Linked DNA regions of Mus musculus: region 2 is linked to region 1. A link is a contact called in public Micro-C data. All regions are on one chromosome and are shown on one strand. The core of a region is the stretch at or near the end of the contact, and the rest is flanking DNA. Distances in the headings are between cores, read along the strand shown.

Region 1 (3,408 bases), core at 569-3,068:
GGCTGAGGCTGGGAGTCTGTCTTTCCGGTGGCTCCAGGTAAGCCAGCCCTACTTTGCCACAGACCCCGAGGGTCAGATAAAAGCCACCGAGCTCCCCAGTCCACACTGCTGTGTCTAGGCCTGAGCCTACCAAACAGGGGGAACTCTGGCGGCCAGAAGTCCCACCGCCCCTAGGTGGAAGATCACTCAAACTGGAGAAGACCCAAAAAGGCTGACTAGGCAAGCGCAAAGGCCAAAGCCCTTCCTGTTTGTTGCATCCAAAGCCTTGAGATTGTCTAGCCCATCACCCTGTCCCAGACTAGATCCAGACTAGGAGCAGACTAGACCCAGCCTTGAGCTGCCTTTCCACCCCACTTTTCCCTCCAGTGGTCTACTGTTTCTCCAATTAGTACATTAATTGAGGTAAATAATCCTTTCCAATAAACCCATGGGAATCGAGTAATTCAGATATTCATAATTAAGCAAATGAAAGAATGAAGCCTCGACTTGTATTGGGTTTTTGTGTTTGGGTTTTTTGTTTTGTTTTGTTGCTTTAAAAACTGTTTTGGGAGAACATCACACGTCAGTGCAGTATTTAAGTCATTTCCTACTTTCATTCTCAACCTGGCTTCCAGAAGGGCCCAGGGAAGACTCAAAACACCTTCAGATTTAAAACAAACTATAATATAGAATATAGCCCCTTCTTGGAAGCCCAAGGTTTTCAATTCATCTTGTAAGGCCCTACGATCACTTTTAAAAAGCAAAATTCTATGTTCACTCAGCAATGACTGTGCACACAATGGCAGACTGTGTCGACCTCAGAACTCTCCCTAGTCTTTCAGAGTCCCACCCAGAACACAGCTCAGTGTTTGCAGGCCTGTTCTTACTTACCCCAGCCCGCACCCTTAGCTGGAACTTATAAGCCCCGGGACTCACCAACTCCCTTTTCCGCTTGCTTTCGCGACCACCATCCGTCTTTTTGAGTTCAGCCTTGAAGGCCTCGGGGTCACCTGCTTGTGCATCCTTGGCCAGCACGTCCATCAAGTAGGCGATGTAACTGGTAGCCAGGCGCAGAGTCTTGATCTTGGAGAGCTTGGTGTCGGCGGGCACATTGGGGATGCACTCACGCAGCTCCGCGAACGCGCTGTTAATGCTCTCTGTGCGTCTCCTCTCCTTCTTGGGTCCTGAGCCTTTTCGTTTGGGCAGGCGGCTTCCAAGAGCCTCCAGCCGACCTGGGCTCTGACTCGGCCTGGCATCGGGACCATAGGCAGCCGCTGCTACTGCGGTGGTAGGTGGTGGCCCGCCGGCAGGGAAATCTGGGGCAGCATCAGCCGGGCTCAGCAGCCAGCTCTGGAAGTAAGGCCGCTCCTGGTGGCAACGCGAGGCCGGGCCAAACAGGAAGGGTTCGTGGAGCATGGGGTGCGGCGGGTGTGAGTGGTGATGATGGTGATGATGTGCGTAGCTGCCCACGAGGTTCATGTTGGAGAGGCTCCTGGCCTGTGCTGTCAGCCCAATTAGCACCGCCCCATGCGCCCCACAGAAGGGGGTCACCGTGGGCTCCAGAGGCAGCGAACTGGCTGGGGTTTGGAGAGTCCTGAGCGAGCAAGGCTGGAGATGACACGAAGGACCTGCCGACCTCTTGAAGGTTTCTGTAGGCAACGAGGGAGAAGGGTTCAGACGTCCAAAGACCGGGTTTAACCCTTCTGCGGACTTGCCACCAGGATCCTGCTTATATAAGGCCTCGGCTTTGATGTCAACCTCTAGCCGGAGCCAATGGCAGGAGGAGGGAAGGGGGTGGCGGTCCCAAGTTTTATGCTCAGCAAGCGCCACACAATTCTAAGCTGACCACAGGGACTGAAAACCCGCCCCGCCTATGTCCCTCCCCTCTCCCAGTTCCCCTCCTGGAAGGGCGGGGGCTACGAACTTGAGGCCAGGCCTGCTCACTCCCTGTACTGAACCTACCACCCTTTCTTCATGGATCCAAGGAAAGGATTCTAGAATTATCCCTTGAAAACAGACAGAGCCTCATCAACACACACACACACACACACACACACACACACACACACACACACACACACACACACACTTGATTTCACAGATAGGGAAACTGAGGACCAGAACAAATTGTTGTTTTTAGGCCTGAAATTCAGAATAGGATATGCAGCATTCCTGAACCCGAACTGCTCATCGTGGGAGCCTGAAGGCCATTGGGCCCAGCAGGGAAGTAGGCTAGGCCCTAACACCTATAGCCCCACCTTTAGGTCCCCTGCTTCAGGCAGGACCTGGAGCTGCTGCCCAACAAGGTGGTCTCCTGAGATCCAGTTCTCGCCCAGCTGCGGACTTCCAGAAGAGCCTTCAGAGGCCGAGGTGGAAGTGGGAGGGAAAGGGAGCGGGGCTTCCAGCTCTTGGGCACTGACCAGTTTGTTCCGGGCTTGGGGGTTGGGGGTGGAGACGGTGGCTGATCTCTGCTCCTCTAGCCTCTCAGGCGCCTGGTTCGGTGTAAACGCCGGCAGGCTGAGCTGGTGGCGAGGCAGCCTGGCGGCGCCTTGGCCCCAAGGCATCTCTGTGGCAGGACTCCCCGGTGTCTTCGGAAGATTCGCACGTAGGGCTAAGGAGCCGGCGACTGCTGGGCTGCTCACTCCATCTGGCTCGCCACCTGCATGAAAATCTTTGATCCTATAAAGATACTTCCACTGAGGCTCACACTGGAAGAAACCAGCCCACCCCCACCCCTGATATCCACGGAGAAACAGCCTAGGCGCTTCACACTCACTCTGCTGAGGCAGGGAATATCTGTGCAACCTTGTGTTGCTCCCCATCAGCCTAGATTCTCCAAGGTGGGATTCCACAAAGAGATGGCTTTCCAAGAGTTGATAAGAACGTGGGAGACCAGGCTTTTAAGCTTGAAACTCTGGGTCTTCTTCATCTTTTCATTAAGGTCCCTGTCCCTAGGACCCCCTCCATCCTCACCAACATTTCTGGTCTCGCTCCTTCCCTAGGTGGGCTTGTGCCTATCAAATGTCAGTTAAGGGGGGAAATGAGATGATGTCAAATTCTTTTTAATTCGCTTCTGATCCAGCCACTCGAAAGTTGCTCGCTGAGGCCCAGCTTGTGTAAGACAATTACCAGGCAGGGACAGTGGGAGAGAGGCCACCGTGCGCAGACGGGATGTGAGGCCCAGTAGCAAGTGGGTAAGTGAAAACGAATGTGGAGTAGGTCGTGGGCTCAACAGATGACAGTCCCTGTGTGTGAAATCCTAGGAATGTGTGCGAATTGTGATTTCTGCGTGTCTGTGAGAGTAATCTCGCTTTGAGGCGTGGATGGAAGCTCAGTCGCTGAGGTCTGAGCCCCAAGGTCCCACCTGTGAGAACTGGTTGTGCAAGAGATTGTGAGCGGCAGTGGAAAGAGATCCGGAGAACCTCACTT
Region 2 (3,408 bases), core at 590-3,089, 380 kb after region 1:
GGAGCTGCTGACCTGCATAATAAGCATGGGGGAGGATCCCAGACCCTCCGTGCTGGGCTGGGTGCTCCAGAGCCTGTGCTGTCCTGGAAAGGGGAAACCAGGTGTCCTGGCTGGTTTTGTGTGCCAACTTGACACAAGCTGGAATTATCACAGAGAAATGAGCCCCCCTTGAGGGATGCCTCCATGAGATCCAGCTGTAAGGCATTTTCTCAATTAGTGATCAAGGGGGAAAGGCCCCTTGTGGGTGGTGCTATCCCTGGGCTGGTGGTCCTGGGTTCTATAAGAAAGCAAGTTGAGCAAGCCAGGGGAAGCAAGCCAGTAAGTAACATCCCTCCATGGCCCCTGCATCATCTCCTGCTTCATGCCCTGCTTGAGTTCCAGTCCTGACATCCTTTGGTGATGAACAGCAATGTGGAAGTGTAAGCTAAAAAAACCCTTTCCTCCCCAACTTGCTTCTTGGTCATGATGTCTGTGCAGGAATAGAAACCCTGACTAAAAAAAACAGCAGGCATCAAGCAGGTAACAGCACCTTGGGACAGTGCAGCTGTCTTGTAGAGACCAACCCAGGCTGAGGACTGGAGGGGAGGAGGATGTTGTGTGGCCCTGGGAAGCACTTCTCCACCTGTTGGAACATCAAGGCAGGAGTTTGGAGGAGCTCAGAGCAGCCCAGACACTGAAGAGTGAGGGAAGAGGAAGTCAGGGACCGATAGAAGGTAGGCTTGCCACACATGGTCCACAGGATATCCTCGGGATCTGACATTGATGGGTTCTTTAATGAGCCTTGCCCTGAAACCCCCAGACCTGTTCTGACTGTGGTGTGAAATACGGACACCAGCTTAATAGTTACAGGCCTCTACTCCCAAGGTCATCAATAACACAGGGCAAGCCAGGTACTGTGTCTCCTGAACTCTGAGGAATCACGAGTGAGAAGAGACCACACTGGAGATAGGGTAAGATGACAGGGTAGATTAGAAGGGCTCCCTGGTAGGAGGGATCGAGAGAACTAGTGAACAAGGGGAGCAGCTACAAGGAGCAGCCTTGTGAAGGGTCTGCTGCTCTTGAGAGGTCCACTAAGAACCCTGGGAAAGAAACATTTCAGTTCCCCGGGGAAGCACACTGGGATCCTCAGAGGAAGCCACTGACAATAAGCCTAGATCAGTGCCGACCCTGACTCAGTCTGGAGCTGAGTTAGATCTTGGGACACATGGCTGGAGAAGATACCAAGACCAGAGCTGAGCTCCTGTCTGAACTTCTTCAAGGTCTCACCAAATATAATGAAACTAACCTAGTAACCAATAAAAATTGTACTAATGTCACTGCTTTGCCCCTTACTGATCATAGTAGAGGTTACCTAACGCTTCTGAAAATTTCCCCTGCGTTAAAGCCCCTCAGGCTGCCGCCATTTTGATGAATGGTTGACCTCAGAATGCTGGTAATTTCTGCAGAATACACTGACTTTTCTTTTATATACTATTTGAGTCGGGGGTCTTCCTTCGGCGATCCTCAAACCCTATCACTCCCATAGTTCTGGAACGCACTGGATCTGAAGATGAGCGTCTCCCAGGGTTAGGTGCTATCATCTGAGCACTAGGGGCTCCGGGAAGGGAGGTAGCAGGGTCAGTCCAGGCAGCTCTGACCGAAGTCTGAATGGCAGGCTTCACGGGCAGACTTCTGACCTCCCCAACTGGCCAGCGGCCGACAGAGTTCCTCCCCCCTCTGAAGAAGAACTTGGCCTCTGAGTGCTAACTCCCGAAAACTAGCCATTTCCAGGAACTGAAACTGAAAGCTGTTCGGGCACCAGGCCCCGCCCCTTGGGGAGGAGGCAGGCAGGGCTCACGCCTAGAAGTTGGGGACTTACATCTGGGCCAACATAGATAGAGCAGGGTCTGAGAGGAAACCTAGGAGCTCAGGCTGCCCTTCAGCTGCTCCTGCCTCTTCTAATCGCTCTTCCCCACAGGACCCTGCCCCACCACACTTCTCTCTCTCCTGACCGTCCTGAGCCTGGATTGCAGTTTTGTAAGGCTTCTGAGCAGGTAGGTGAGGGGCTCCTGCTTGGCCTATAAACCTGCTCAGGGCAGGGGAGTCTGGGGTCAGGTGTTCCTCTGGGGCACCCTGTGCAGGAGGCACCCTCCTGCACTGTCTTCAGGATCGGAGTGCCTGGTGTCTGGCTGAATCAAGTCCTTCCAATTCACCAGAGAGAAGCAGTGTGCTTCTTTTTTTACCTGGGTATCCCTGGGTTTGTGGGTCTTCTGAGGGGGCCTAGTTAAGAGAAAACAGGTGGGATTTTACTCAGTCTCTCAGTTATTGGCCAGAGTCCAGGATCAGAACCTCTCCCGGGTATCTGGATGTCCCGGGACTATGTAAACACAGTGCTCTTTATTCGGAGCAGATAGAGACTGGAACTTGAAAGATGGAGTTTCTAAGGAAACTTTTTGTATAGTTCTCAGCTCAATTATTTTAAAAGATATTTATTTAGTGTGTGTGTCTGTGTGTCTGTGGCAATCAGAGGACAACTTGCAGACCTGATTCTCTCCTTCCACAATCGAACTCACATCATCAGGTTTGGTGGCAAGTGTGTTTACTTGGTAAGCCGTCTCACGGGCCCTTTTAAAACAAACAAACCAAACCAACCAACCAACCAACCAACCAACCAAAACCAAAATCTAAAAACCAAAAACACCAAAAAATAAAGAAATTAAAATAAAATTAAATTTAAAAAATTAAAACCAAGACAAAACCAGTTCAAATATTTCATCCGCTTTAGAAAATCTGGCACACCACAGGCACCCACCCAGCTCAGTCCTTCATAGATAATTACGGTGGGGGCGGGGGGACGCTTTAAACACCACCTACCAAAAGCATGCTGGGTCCAAGGCTGTTCCCACTGACCATGGGGTGGATCACCACCCTTTCCTGGAATCAGTAGCACCCGGAAATTCCCTGTGTCCCCACAATGGTGAAGTGATAAAGAACAAGGTAGGATTGAGGGTCCAATAGGGTCTGTGTTCACAAAAGTTTTTGACAGCTCAGATCCACAGCTAGTTTAGGCTGTTCCCCACATCTCTGGAAGCCCCTCTCATGGAGCCTCAGAGTTGCTGGATGAGGGAAGAACTGTGTGGAGTACTTGATAGGCAATCTCTTCCTAAGTGTGAGTTTTCAATGTTTGCATAGTTGAGCTCGGTGAGGTGGCTCACACTTGTAAAGCATTGGACGTAGGAATTGGGGGCAGAAGATTCAGTTTAAGTTTCCATGGCGAGTCTTAGACTAGCATGGGCTAATTTTACTCACATATTAGACTCCGATTTACATTTTAAAATGCATGTGATTTATTAGTCTATAATAATAGCATAAAAGAATAGGTCGTGGGCCAGTGAGCTGGCTTAGTGGGTAAAAGTGATTGCTGCCATG

The links. Hi-C and Micro-C count contacts between places; a contact is called where the count stands out from the background.
Region 2: a Micro-C map of embryonic stem cells shows a contact between it and region 1, with 1.4 times the contacts expected there. The contact joins the promoter of Irgm2 here to the promoter of Hand1 in region 1. A contact is called at or near these places in 1 of 39 promoter capture datasets (pre-B cells) and 1 of 484 Hi-C or Micro-C datasets (embryonic stem cells).

The regions. Positions count from the first base shown.
Region 1 is chr11:57,830,329-57,833,736 of GRCm38.p6, forward strand. Hand1 (heart and neural crest derivatives expressed 1) reads right to left here and starts at 1,819. Exons shown (of 2, transcript NM_008213.2): 1 at 916-1,819. The coding sequence starts at 1,458. Gm32915 (a long non-coding RNA gene) reads left to right here and starts at 1,780. Exons shown (of 3, transcript XR_003949681.1): 1 at 1,780-3,173.
Region 2 is chr11:58,213,138-58,216,545 of GRCm38.p6, forward strand. Irgm2 (immunity-related GTPase family M member 2) reads left to right here and starts at 1,840. Exons shown (of 2, transcript NM_019440.3): 1 at 1,840-2,033.